Regions from separate parts of the Pan troglodytes genome. Here region 2 is linked to region 1. The links are chromatin contacts, called in public Hi-C maps. All regions are on one chromosome and are shown on one strand. The core of a region is the stretch at or near the end of the contact, and the rest is flanking DNA. Distances in the headings are between cores, read along the strand shown. Region 1 overlaps TIAM2 (TIAM Rac1 associated GEF 2). Region 2 holds the start of TFB1M (transcription factor B1, mitochondrial).

Evidence for each region. A called contact is a pair of places that touch in the nucleus more often than the background predicts.
Region 2: a Hi-C map of a lymphoblastoid cell line shows a contact between it and region 1, with 2.9 times the contacts expected there. The contact joins the promoter of TFB1M here to the enhancer-like site in region 1. A contact is called at or near these places in 2 of 7 Hi-C or Micro-C datasets (a lymphoblastoid cell line and stem cell-derived neural progenitor cells) and 1 of 1 datasets of contacts at active chromatin or transcription factors (stem cell-derived excitatory neurons).

What each region holds. Positions count from the first base shown.
Region 1 is chr5:167,152,480-167,158,558 of NHGRI_mPanTro3-v2.0_pri, forward strand. It overlaps TIAM2 (TIAM Rac1 associated GEF 2), which reads left to right. Exons shown (of 28, transcript XM_009452282.5): 14 at 2,754-2,846; 15 at 3,765-4,028. Among named protein-coding and RNA genes, the nearest start is that of CLDN20, 93 kb to the right of the region's middle. Within about 2 kb of position 2,207, at least 3 of the 24 cell types and tissues checked have an H3K27ac peak or open chromatin away from gene starts, as enhancers often do. A contact at or near this core is called in a lymphoblastoid cell line, where this site is marked.
Region 2 is chr5:167,284,514-167,290,592 of NHGRI_mPanTro3-v2.0_pri, forward strand. TFB1M (transcription factor B1, mitochondrial) reads right to left here and starts at 2,849. Exons shown (of 7, transcript NM_001362392.1): 1 at 2,671-2,849. The coding sequence starts at 2,803.

The DNA of each region.
Region 1 (6,079 bases), core at 957-3,456:
GCCCCTTTCAGGGAATTGTGTTGTTCGTCTTTGCCTACTTTGCCCCAGTATCTTTGGACTTAATTTTTTTTCCCCTTACATTCACATTTTCAGAATATATGACAGTAGTTTCTGAACTTCCTTTCTCTTCCTTCATTTCTATTTATTGATATTAGCAGGTGACACAGATAGGTATTAGTATTAGAGGGAAATGCCAAAGTAATTAAATGGAATGAATATAAAATTGATGGGAATTTGAAAATATAGATTAATAACACAATGTACTGTATGCTGGTGCTGCTCTGAGCAGATCAACTCATGATTCATATGACAGTTGCTTTCATCTCTAGTGTCTTTGCCCTTAGTTTTCTCTTCCCACCTGGAATGCTCCCCTTCTTTCCTCTTTCTTCCCCCATCCCTCCTCTCTGGTGACATGAATCCTGCTGTCCTTCAAGAACTAACTCAAGGTCTTTCTTGAAGAAGCCGTATCTGATTGCTTTAGCTTTACTTCCTTCTTTCTTCCCTGAGTTTAACAGTTAAGGGTCAGCTGGGCGGCGTGGCTCATGCCTGTAATCCCAGCACTTTGGGAGGCCAAGGCGGGCAGATCACCTGAGGTCAGGAGTTCGAGACCAGCCTGACCAACATGGAGAAACCCCCTCTCTACTAAAAATACAAAATTAGCCAAGCATGGTGGTACATGCCTGTAATCCCAGCTACTCGGGAGGCTGAGGCAGGAGAATCACTTGAACCTGGGAGGCAGAGGTTGCAGTGAGCCGTAAGCCAAGATTGCGCCACTGTACTCTAGCCTGGGCGACAAGAGCGAAACTCCGTCTCAAAACAAAACAAAACAAAAAAACAGTTAAGGGTCAGTACTTCTGAAATCACTTCATAGCATCATTTCCTACATTTCTCCTTGATTAGATAATGATTGGTAAATACCTCCATAGAAACACTGAATGATTAGATAATGATTGGTAAATACCTCCATAGAAACACTATTTCTTACCTTGTTAAATATATTGATACATGATTTTTTCCTTAAAATGATTCAAACTAATAATAAATTAAAGTTTATAATATGTTAAAATGTCCTTTTTAGGATGCCTTCGTTTTTTAAAAATTTGTATAATCTTTTCTGACCCCCATGTTATTTTTTTATTTTTTATTTTTTTTGAGACATAGTCTTGCTCTGTCACCCAGGCTGGAGTGCAGTGGCATGATCTCGGCTCACTGCAACCTCTGCCTCCTGGGTTCAAGCAATTCTCCCTGCCTCAGCCTCCCAAGTAGCTGGGATTACAGGCGCCTTGCTTGCCACCACACCCAGCTAATTTTTGTATTTTTAGTAGAGATGGGGTTTCACCATGTTGGCCAGGCTGCTCTTGAACTCCTGGACTCAAGTGATCCGCCCACCTCAGCCTCCCAAAGTGCTGGGATTACAGGCGTGGGCCACTGTGCCCGGACCCCATGTTATGTTGGTTTTTCCTTTGAAGCCCTCTTAGCCTTTTTTCTCCTCCTCTTGGCCTTCACTGTGCTTTTTGTGGTTGCCATTTGTGTTCATCTTTGTATTGGAATGGATGAATGAAGACATTGCAAAGATACTCTCTGGTGAGACCATATTCTGCCAGCAGAAGATGCTCTCTGGTGAGACCATAATCTGCCAGGCTCTGCTGGGGTCACAGCAGAGACCTGGGGAACGGGACATCCTTGCTGTCCTCAAAGAACTCTCCGTATTAGGGGACCAAGACATGGAAACCTGTGCTCCTCACTGTGGCATCACAGAGGGGGACACTAAGTCAGGAGCCATGCATTCAGAAGAGGGAAGGTCTGCCTAGGATTTGCATGTAGTCTTATGTATTTAGGGCAAGCACCGTATTCATCCAAGCAGTTTTTCACCTTCTTAAAATGCTCAACCCCAAACATAGTTGTTTCTCAACAATTATTTGTTGTATTGAACTGAATTTCATGTATTTCAGTGAGAGTATTTTTTGCTGTTAAATTTGCCTAAATTTTTAATTGTGGTAATAGACATATGACATAAAATTTATCGTCTTGGCCACTTTTAGGTGTACAGTTTTGTGATGTTAAGTACATTCACAATACTGTGCTACCATCATCTATCTCTAGAAATCTTTTCGTCTTGTAAAGCTGAACTCTGTACCCATTTAACACCAATTCCTCATACTGTCCTTCCCCCAGCCCGTGGCAACCACCAGTTTGTTAATACTTTGTATCTCTCGGAATTCCCCTAGCAACCACCATTCTATTAATACTTTCTACCTCTCTGAAGTTGACTGCTCTAGCTCCTCACGTAAATAGTATCATACTGTGTTGTCTATTTGTGACTGACATATTTTACTTAGCATATTCTCCTCAGAGTTCACCCAAATTGTAGCATATGCCAAGATATTTTTCCTTTTTAAGACTGAATGATACTCCACTGTATGCATAGATCACATTTTGCTTATCCATCCGTCTACTGACAGACAGTTGGGTTATTTCCACCTCTTGGCTATTGTGAATTATGCTGTTATGCATGTGGGTGCATGGTCTCACCTTTGGAATAAAAGTTATGTTTTTATATTTCTTAAGCCTCTCGTTTGCCATTTTTCTTTTTCTGCCCCTGCAAGATATTTATACTTTCAAAATAGCTGTAATTTCGACTTTCTCAACATACTGTACTTATGAAAGATGTTCAAGGAGATACTGCCGATGTGGTTGGAGAAATTCAGTGTGGTGGGCTGAGACTTGCTTTTTCCTTTTGTTTTCATTCCTAGGGTTTGCAGTTACAGCGCAGGTGGATGAGCGTCAGCATCTCAGCCGGATATTTATAAGCGACGTTCTTCCCGATGGCCTGGCGTATGGGGAAGGTCTGTGTGGCACACCGTGCCTCTGTTGCCTCTTAATTTGAAACTGTGGAATACAGTCTGGCTAGTGAATGTTTCTTCTTACAGTTTTGTCAGAAAAAGTTTGCTCCTGGAATTTTAAAGAAAGTAAACGTAAGAGTTTAATTGGAAATGCGACCAAACACAGCGGCTCGCTCCCATAAACCCAGCTGCTCAGGAGGCTGAGGTGGGAGGATGGGAGGATTGCTTGAGCCCAGGAGCCCAAGACCAGTCTGGGAGACAGAGTGAGACTCCTGCCTCCGTAAAAAAGGACAGAGAGAGAGAAAAGAAAGAAAATGCATATGCCTATATATAGAGAGAGCATGTGTGTGTGTGTGTTTAAAAGAGTGAGTGTATACATATATATAGACAGAGGGAAGGAGGAAGAGAGTGTGAGACAGACAGGTGGACACGGATGGAACAAAGTTAACATGGGAACACTAGAAAAAACAACGAATGAGTGGTTCTCAGGAGGCTGAGGCACAAGAATCTCTTGAACCGGGGAGACAGAGGTTGCAGTGAGCTGAGATCTTTCAAACTGTTTCTTCGAATAGTAGCTGTGAGAGAGCTAACATTTGTTTTGCTCTTAGTGGCATCTAAATACTATACATTTTGGCCCTTTCATTCTTTTTTGTTTTTCTTATTTAAAAGACGAAGTCTTGCTATATAGCCCCAGGCTGGCCTCAAACTCCTGGGCTCAAGTGATCTTCCTATCTCTGCCTCCTGATTAGCTGGGACTACAGGCACCTGCCACTGTGCCTGGCTGGCACTTTCTTTGAAGAAAGCAACAAACAAAACAGTCCCTACGAGTACATGGTTTGAGTTTGCAGCCTTCTTTCATCTGAAAATATTTCTCACAGTAATCCCTCTCTCTTTTTTCTGTTTCTCCTTCCTTTTTCTCAGGGCTGAGAAAGGGCAATGAGATCATGACCTTAAATGGGGAAGCTGTGTCTGATCTTGACCTTAAGCAGATGGAGGCCCTGTTTTCTGAGAAGAGCGTCGGACTCACTCTGATTGCCCGGCCTCCGGACACAAAAGCAACCCTGTGTACATCCTGGTCAGACAGTGACCTGTTCTCCAGGGACCAGAAGAGTCTGCTGCCCCCTCCTAACCAGTCCCAACTGCTGGAGGAATTCCTGGATAACTTTAAAAAGAATACAGCCAATGGTAAGGCTTTGTTCTGTCTTCCTTCTTAACTGCTGGTATCAACAGCCAATATTTTTAGGCTGTAATTTTGCTTGCAAACTCAGATTATTTAAGCTGTTCAAAGAATGTTTTCTAATTTATTAGAAGAACACAGATGCCAACTGGAGTAGATTTTATCAAAATTTCATGCGTTTTAGTAATTATAGCGCTTTCATTAAAATAGAAAATAATTATTTTTGCACAAAATAACATTAAAAAAAAATCATGGACTCTTTAAAAATCACCCATAATGTTTAGTCTTGTAGTTCCTCTGTGATTGAAGGCAGATGAAAGCCTGCATAAATGCCAAAGTGGAAACATTTTTCTTATTTAGTTGAATCTAAGGCACAACCATTTTGCAGTCTTCTGTTGGGCTCTTAGAACAGCCCGTGCATTTCAGTTCAGTTATATCTTTTGTTAAGTACTACTTTATTAATAAACAGCAAACTTTCTTTTTTAAAATTTATTTTTATTTTTATTTTTTATTTTTGAGACAGAGTCTCACTCTGTCACCCAGGCTGGAGTGCAGTGGCACAATCTCAGCTCACTGCAAGCTCTGTCTCCCAGGTTCAAGAGATTCTTGTGCCTCAGCCTCCTGAGTAGCTGAGACTACAAACATGTACCACCATGCCTCGCTAATTTTTGCATTTTTAGTAGAGGTGGGGTTTCACCATGTTGCCCAGACTGGTCTCAAACTCCTGACCTCAGGTGATCTACCCGCCACGGTCTCCCAGAGTGCTGGGATTACAGGCATGAGCCACCGTGCCTGGCCAGTAAACAGCAAACTTTTAATGTAGGTCATGAATTTTAAAACTTTGTGAAGGCCTAAAAATGAAAAACTGTGTGCCAGTTTATTTTTCTCATGGTAAGACTTCCATATGAGGAAATCATTTGAAGGTCTGAAGTTTTGAGTTGATCATTCATGTGTATTTCATGTACTGCAGTCAAGTAAATTAGGGGCTCCGGCTAGTACTGAAAACCAGTAGTTTTGCTTTATACCTCTGGAGAGCCCGGGTCAAGCTCCACAGGAGACCAAAGTGTGGGGTCGTTTTCCTTGGAGAACACAGAGCAATTTTTATACTTAATTACGATAATAATGGATTTCCAATTGAAATCTCTGCATGATTACCAAAAATGAATGAAAAAACACCAAAGAGAAGTTGTTAGGATTGATTTAATTATAAAGGAAGTTTATTAGGTCATTTTTGGAATTAAAAAATCAGATGGTAAGATTTGTGATTCAATAAGGTATCTCGTGCTTTCTCCTCCTCTCTTGGGGCTTTCCTCTAAAATGCCATTAAATGGACTATTGGCATATAAAAGTGAATGTCATAAAACAAAAATTATGATGGAACTTATTAATTACTTGGGTATATTAGGGCCATCATTCAGCTACCCTGGGCTGCTGTTATGGGCCTGAGTATTCCATATAATACATACATGTGTCCATTTGTTGGATTCATTACTCTTGAGGGATACATTCACTACCTGTGTTATGTCTCTATGTATTTTATCATAATAAGAAATTACCACAGAGGCTATAATACTTTTGGTACTGGCGGGAATGAATTCCTGTAGAAAGTAGAGAAAGGGGCAAATTTACCTTTTTTTTTTTTTTTTTTTTGAGACAGTCTTGCTCTGTCACCCAGGCTGGAGTGCAGTGGCGCAATCTTGGCTTAGTGCAACCTCCACCTCCCGGTTTCTAGTGATTCCCTTGCCTCAGCCTCTGAAGTAGCTGGGACTACAGGAACATGCCACCACGCCTGGCTAATTTCTGCATTTTTAATAGAGATGGGGTTTCACCATGTTGGCCAGGCTGGTCTTGAACTCCTGACCTCAAGCGATCCACCCTCCTCAGCCTCCCAAAGTGCTGGGATTACAGGTGTAAGCAACCGCACCTGGCTGTTTTTCTTTTCTTTTAAAATTTTTTTTTAAATAGTAAGGATCAAGCAGGTGAGTTAAGCCACTTTTATTTATTTATTTATTTATTTATTTATTGGCAAGGAAACAGAATAAAGAGGCAGTCCTGGATC
Region 2 (6,079 bases), core at 1,599-4,098, 130 kb after region 1:
AAATTCCTTTCAAACTGATTTGAAACCAACCGACTCCTAAGAACAGACTGGATAAGAATGCAGCACTTTTCTATAGTTATTGAACATTGAATATCTGAATAAGCAATACTAGTTTCACATTCAGAATCTTCAGTATTGCTAGTGAAATCCAAAAGCAAAAAGTGCTGAAGTCTCATTTTTATCTAGAGACATCTTGGTGGTGGTCAGTATGGCAATGGCAATAAGTTCTTAGATCGTAAGATTTTCAGAAATTTGAATTCTTAGTCATTTTCAGGAAAAAGTTAAATTGAGCAGTTGAGGGTTTTTAAAGCTTTGCACACATGCATGTTAATACAGAAAAATTAATTTTTTCATCAATCAAATTCAAGTTAGCAGCCCTTAAGACATCATAAAAAGGTAGAGTACTGACTCTGTGCAACCAGTCATCACATCTGGAAAAACACGCAATGGGCTGGTCTTAGTGACTTTGAGATATGGAAATCCAAGGAACTGGTCTTCCTAGGATAGTGGAAATTTAGTCACTAAAAACATACCAGCACTTCTTGTAGGTGTTCACAGTCCTATTTTTGCTTGTTTTCAACAACAAAACTTTGTCAGCTAAAATGTGGAAACTAGTTTCTCAGCCATCCAAAAATGGTTTAGTCTTTAACAGGGAGGGAATTAGCATCCACTGACCATCTTATCTATTATGATCGATTTACACACATTCTCACCTAATCCTTACATGTTAACCAAGGACTCCTATCCCAATTTCATTTCTCTTAACTTTTCAGTTTCCTTGTCTATTGTTTTATTTGTACAAGGTCATGGACTTCAACATAGGTATAAATCCTAAAGCCAATGCCTCTCAGAGGGAACAGGAATGATACATTATGGAATAAACTTAATACTCTCCTTCTTTAAAATGGAGAGCTACAACAGTAGGCAGGTCTCTGCTCTCAAACTTTTCAGGCACATTGAAATACAAATGAATATTAAAGAAGCACTATCAAATCAATGAGCTTGGATTTCAATCTTGCTCTCTTCTGCCTGAGCTTCTAACCTCAGGTAAGTACCCTCATCTCCTTTAACTCTGGTTCCCATAGAAAGAGTGGATAATATCTAGAATTTGAAACTTACTCCTGAAGATAAAGGCTCATGAGAAAATGTATTTGGAGGATTTGAAAAAATACACAGACCTATAACTTCTGCCCTGAGAATGGTGATTTATATTTAGAATGTGGCTAATAACAAGCAGAAAAGGCTGGTACTAGCTATTACTAGAACCAAAGAATTTTAGAGTGGGCAATCTTTTAAAGTAGCAGGCCCTTCTTCCAATTAAAAGATGAGGAAACTACTGGACATGGTGGCTCACACCTGTAATCCCAACACTTTGGAAGGCCGAGGCGAGTGGATCACTTGAGATCAGGAGTTTGAGACCAGACTGACCAACATAGTGAAACCCCGTCTTTACTAAAAACACAAAATTAGCTGGGCACGGTGGCTCACGCCTGTAATCCTAGCTACCTGGGAGGCTGAGGCACGAGAATCACTTGAACCGGGGAGGCGGAGGTTGCAGTGAGCTGAGATCATGCCATTGCACTCCAGCTTGGGCAACAAGAGCGAAACTCCATCTTAAAAAAAAAAAAAAAAGAGAAAACTTAAAGAGTTAAATTATTTTATCCAAAGTCATATTGGTACAGGCAGAATAAAGACTACATGTCCAAGAAATAAAACATTTTATGTTTTCTGGAGTGTGCTTCATTTAAGTGAAAATGAACTTTTTGGGTGTGATTTACTGCTCTTTTCAACTTCTGAAGTGGGACTAAATAGAATGAAATATGAAAATCTCAAAACCTAAGTACTCCAGCCGTGACTTAGTAGACTTATTTGTAATATATTTTTGCAACCTCATCTCATAGAACATCACTAAGCAATGGTGATGGTGGTTAAACCAATATATATTAATACATTCGTCAAAACTCATCAAATTGAGCACTTCAAACTGATTAATTTTATTGCACATAAATTATATCTCATAAAAAGTAACTTTAAACAATTAGGTGTGGGAATGTAAACTTGCTAAAACTAAGCTCCTCGAGGAAACACCGCCTTGTTCACGCCCACATCCTACCCCCGGCACTAGCACAATGTTGCTTGTGTAATATGTACTTATGAATGAATATTAGCGCCCCCGAGGCTTTCTTAGACTGAACAGGTAAACGTTTAAATAACGAATCATACGAGGGATACTCTTTTCACCAAGTTATTGATAAAATCCTCGCATCAATTTAAATTCTGGTAACTTTAAACTGCATGTAAAGCAAGTGCAGTCAGCATGTGCTGTACCATTTCAGAATGATTGATTTCACAGTGACCCAGATTCCAATATTCACTAGCGCCTTTCACGACCCATGAACCCTTCCTCCTCTAGGGAGCCTGGCCTGTACGCAGCCTGCCGGCAGGCTACACCCCCCCGAACGCGGAGTTTTGTGAGCAATCAACGCACTTCACGTGTCTCCTGGGCGGTGGGACCGGAGTTCTTCTGATACAAAGAGGTCGAAGGACCTGACCAAAAGCCCGTTGCACGCCAGTGCCTGGACACCCGCCCGCGGGGACGTGCAAGACCCCCCGGCCCACGCCCCCACAGACACTGGGGAGACATCCGGGGAGCACGGGTAAGCCATCCACCTGTCAGCCTCAAGTCCAGGAGGAAATTCTGTGATAGCTGCTTCGCTGCTTGCAGTCTTAACAACTTAATGATTTCTCGAATCGTGGGCAACGGAGGGAGACGGCAAGTGCTGAGTTTTCCGGAGGCAGCCATGATACGCGGCAAGCACCAGCCACCCCTAACTCACCCAGGACCTTCACCGCCGCTCCGAAAGAAGCGCGCAGGGGAGGAACCTGCGAGACCTAAGGCCCGCCTCGGAGCCAGCCCCATTGGTCAGACCTATCCCACCGGAAGCGATGACCGCGGACAGGAAATCCCGGCGTGCTGAGAGCGCATGCGCTAAGTCCTGCCGAGAGAAGGGCAGGCTGGGTGCTCGGCGGCTTCCGCCAGTGAGAGCGGGGGAGGAGCCGGGTGGGCTAGGCTTCTCCCGGGCGGGCTATGGGGAGAGCGCCCAGGAGGGCGGGACGAGGCGGGGCTTGGACAGGGTGGGGTTTTTCGGAGGAGTTGCTCTGAGAGGTGCAGCCGGTTTACTCCCGCCCTGAAATTCCCAAGGGCTTCCGGCCCTTTAACGTTCAAAATACCCGTCTGTGACTATTAGAGGAAAAGCGGGTGCTTAGAGGCAAAGCTATTGTTTGTTAGCAATTCTTTCTTACAGTGAGGTGTTTTTAGAACCGCCGCTCTGCAGATGCTGCATGACGGGTTTTTAACTTCGTTCAGCCTCAGTTTTTTCATCAGTTAAATGGAACTAATGTCTACCTCAAAATTGTGAGCACTAAATGAGAGAGATCGCCAGGTGTGCACGTTCAGAACATAGTGAACGCATGGCATTGGGTAAGCTCCCACGTGATCAGTGGTGGCTGTTATTATTTGGCAGATGAATAATTGGCCAGTGTAAAGAGGTCTTTCGATTTGCTAGGATTACAGCTAAGAACAGAGAGAAGACTGAAATATGAGTTCTGTCTTTCCGTTATACGAGATAAAACAACGAAGCAAAAAAAAAAAAAAAAAATTAAAGTTTCTGTGATAGGTGGGAGAATTTTGCTGTTTTAACCCTGCTTATGTTTGGACATTGCTGCATTGATCACAAATGAATTTTAAAGTTTCTGTTCCTCAATTAGTAAGTTTTTAAAAAAGCTAATGGAAAACGAAACAACTATGGGTATGGATATAAAAATGAGGAGTACTTTGAAATTCCAGTGGAAAACTCAACCACCTTCTATAAAAGCTGTTTTAAAAGGAACTGAGATAATCTCCTAGCTTTAAAAAATAGTGATGACTACCACAGAGGTAAGGAGATTTGCCCAACGTGGCATCAAAATGTAGACTGAAAGTACAAACTCTTGATTCAGATATCTTATTGTCCAAAACACAGTATACCTGACAAAGCATTATTTCACAGTTATATTCATTATTTTCCATACTCCTCACAGTGGTCCCATGTGAATGAGATTATTATTCTTAGTTTGCTGTGAAGAAATAGGGGAGGTGAGGTCATTTGACAATGCCCAGAGTCAGACAGCAAAGTACAGAGAGAAGACAACCTGAGTTGTGTTTTTTCTGAGTTCTGATCTCACTGGCCACACTCAAGTATCAGCTTATTATTTTTAAGTTAATATATGTTAATTTTGTAACATTTAAATTTATAGAAATACGAATCTAGGTGTAAACATAAGCTTACAGTTTTCATATGACTATTTAAAACAATTGCAATAAATATATACAAAACCAATACAAATGGTCTTATTAATTGACAAGGATGAACACTGTTAAATCACGACACTTAGTGCTAACTGGCAGGATTCCTTTTTTTTTTTTTTTTTAAGTTTCAGCCTACCAGTGATCCAGTGTGCCATGTAATGACTGAATGTTCTCATCAGTTTTCTGGAGTCAAACTATTACCAAATCTTTGTTCAATTTTTTTTCCATTGTTGCTTGTCTTTCTTTTGGAAGAATATGGAAGCTACATATTAAGTCTCCCTGCATCTGTTTTCAGTAGCTTGGAAACAAGTGAATTTGAATTATTTGGCACTAATGCTAGCATGAACACACACGTTGTGTAACAGGTATAAAGAGGATGTTCAGATGACCCCAAATATAATCACATGAGCTTTTTAAAAGATTAACATCAACATAAAAGCAAACTGAAATCTAAATGAGTGAAACGCCTTTGCGTGGAGAATTTGTAGATTCCTGATAATTTGTCCCCAGATCTAAATATGAATTTATGGATGGTTTATACCATGCCATCTTCAATAACTGAAGTTTGTTAGATTATGACCTGTTTATAAAGCAGCTTCCTTTGTTACTTAATTCTCATTTCAATTCTGTGATGTAGGTTCACAAAGATGTGTCTTAGTTCATTCCTGCTGCTGTAACAAAATATCTGAGACTGGGTAATTTATAAAGAACAGAAATGTACTTCTCACAGTTCTGGAGGCTGAAAGTCCAAGATCAAGGAGCTGGCAAGTTCGTTGCCTTGTGAAGGCTGCTCTCTCTACCTCAAGATAGCATCTTGTTGCTGCATCCCCCAGAAAAGAGGAATGTCTTGTCCTCACATGTCCAAAGGCAGAAGGGCAAAAAGGGATTAGCTAATTCCCTCCAGCTCTTCATAAGGTTGCTAATCCCATTTATGAGAGCTCTACCTCAATCAATTAATCACCCACTTAGGGCCTCCCTGTCAATATACTATGACATTGGTGATTTAGTTTCAGCACATGAATTTTGGGGGACATTCAGACCATAGTACAGTGCTTTGCTAGTAAGTGGTGGAACTGAGTTTAGATCTTCTGACTGCACTGTGCTTTTTATTAACCTCTGATACGTGTTAAATAATTTTTTAACTGAGTTAAAAATTCTAGCTTAGGAGAATCTTCCAAGTTTTTAATAGTTCTTGAGATCCAATTTTTATCATAAATATCTAATCCTCAGTTTTTAATTTTCAGAAAATTATGCATAACTCCCTGCAAAAGCCTAAGAAATCAGCAGGGGGTGTTTTAGTAGTGTATTTCACATATTAATGCAAATGGTTTTATCCCTTAAAAGAGAGGTATGCAGTTTCATCAGTTTTGAAGCTTTGAAGTGTCTGCTTCATCTAGATACAGATTTTAATATGCTAAAATATTATAATTAATACAGAAATCACTAGCCCCACCTGTCAGTGAAGATGAAGAACTACAAATGATTCATGCTAAACTATATTGCAGTATTCTAATTTGCGTAAAATCCCAAAATGATTATGTAGGAAAATTACTTATTATTTTAGTATTTATTTTAATAAAAATGCATATGTGACTTTATTTGGTATAAGTGATTTAGTCTCTATTTATAGAAAAAGTGCTAATTTTAAAAGGTTGTCATTTTACCGTTCCCTGAAAGAGACTTGAAAGCTGCAGAGAGCAATATCTTCCTGCCATGTGGGAATTTTCAGAG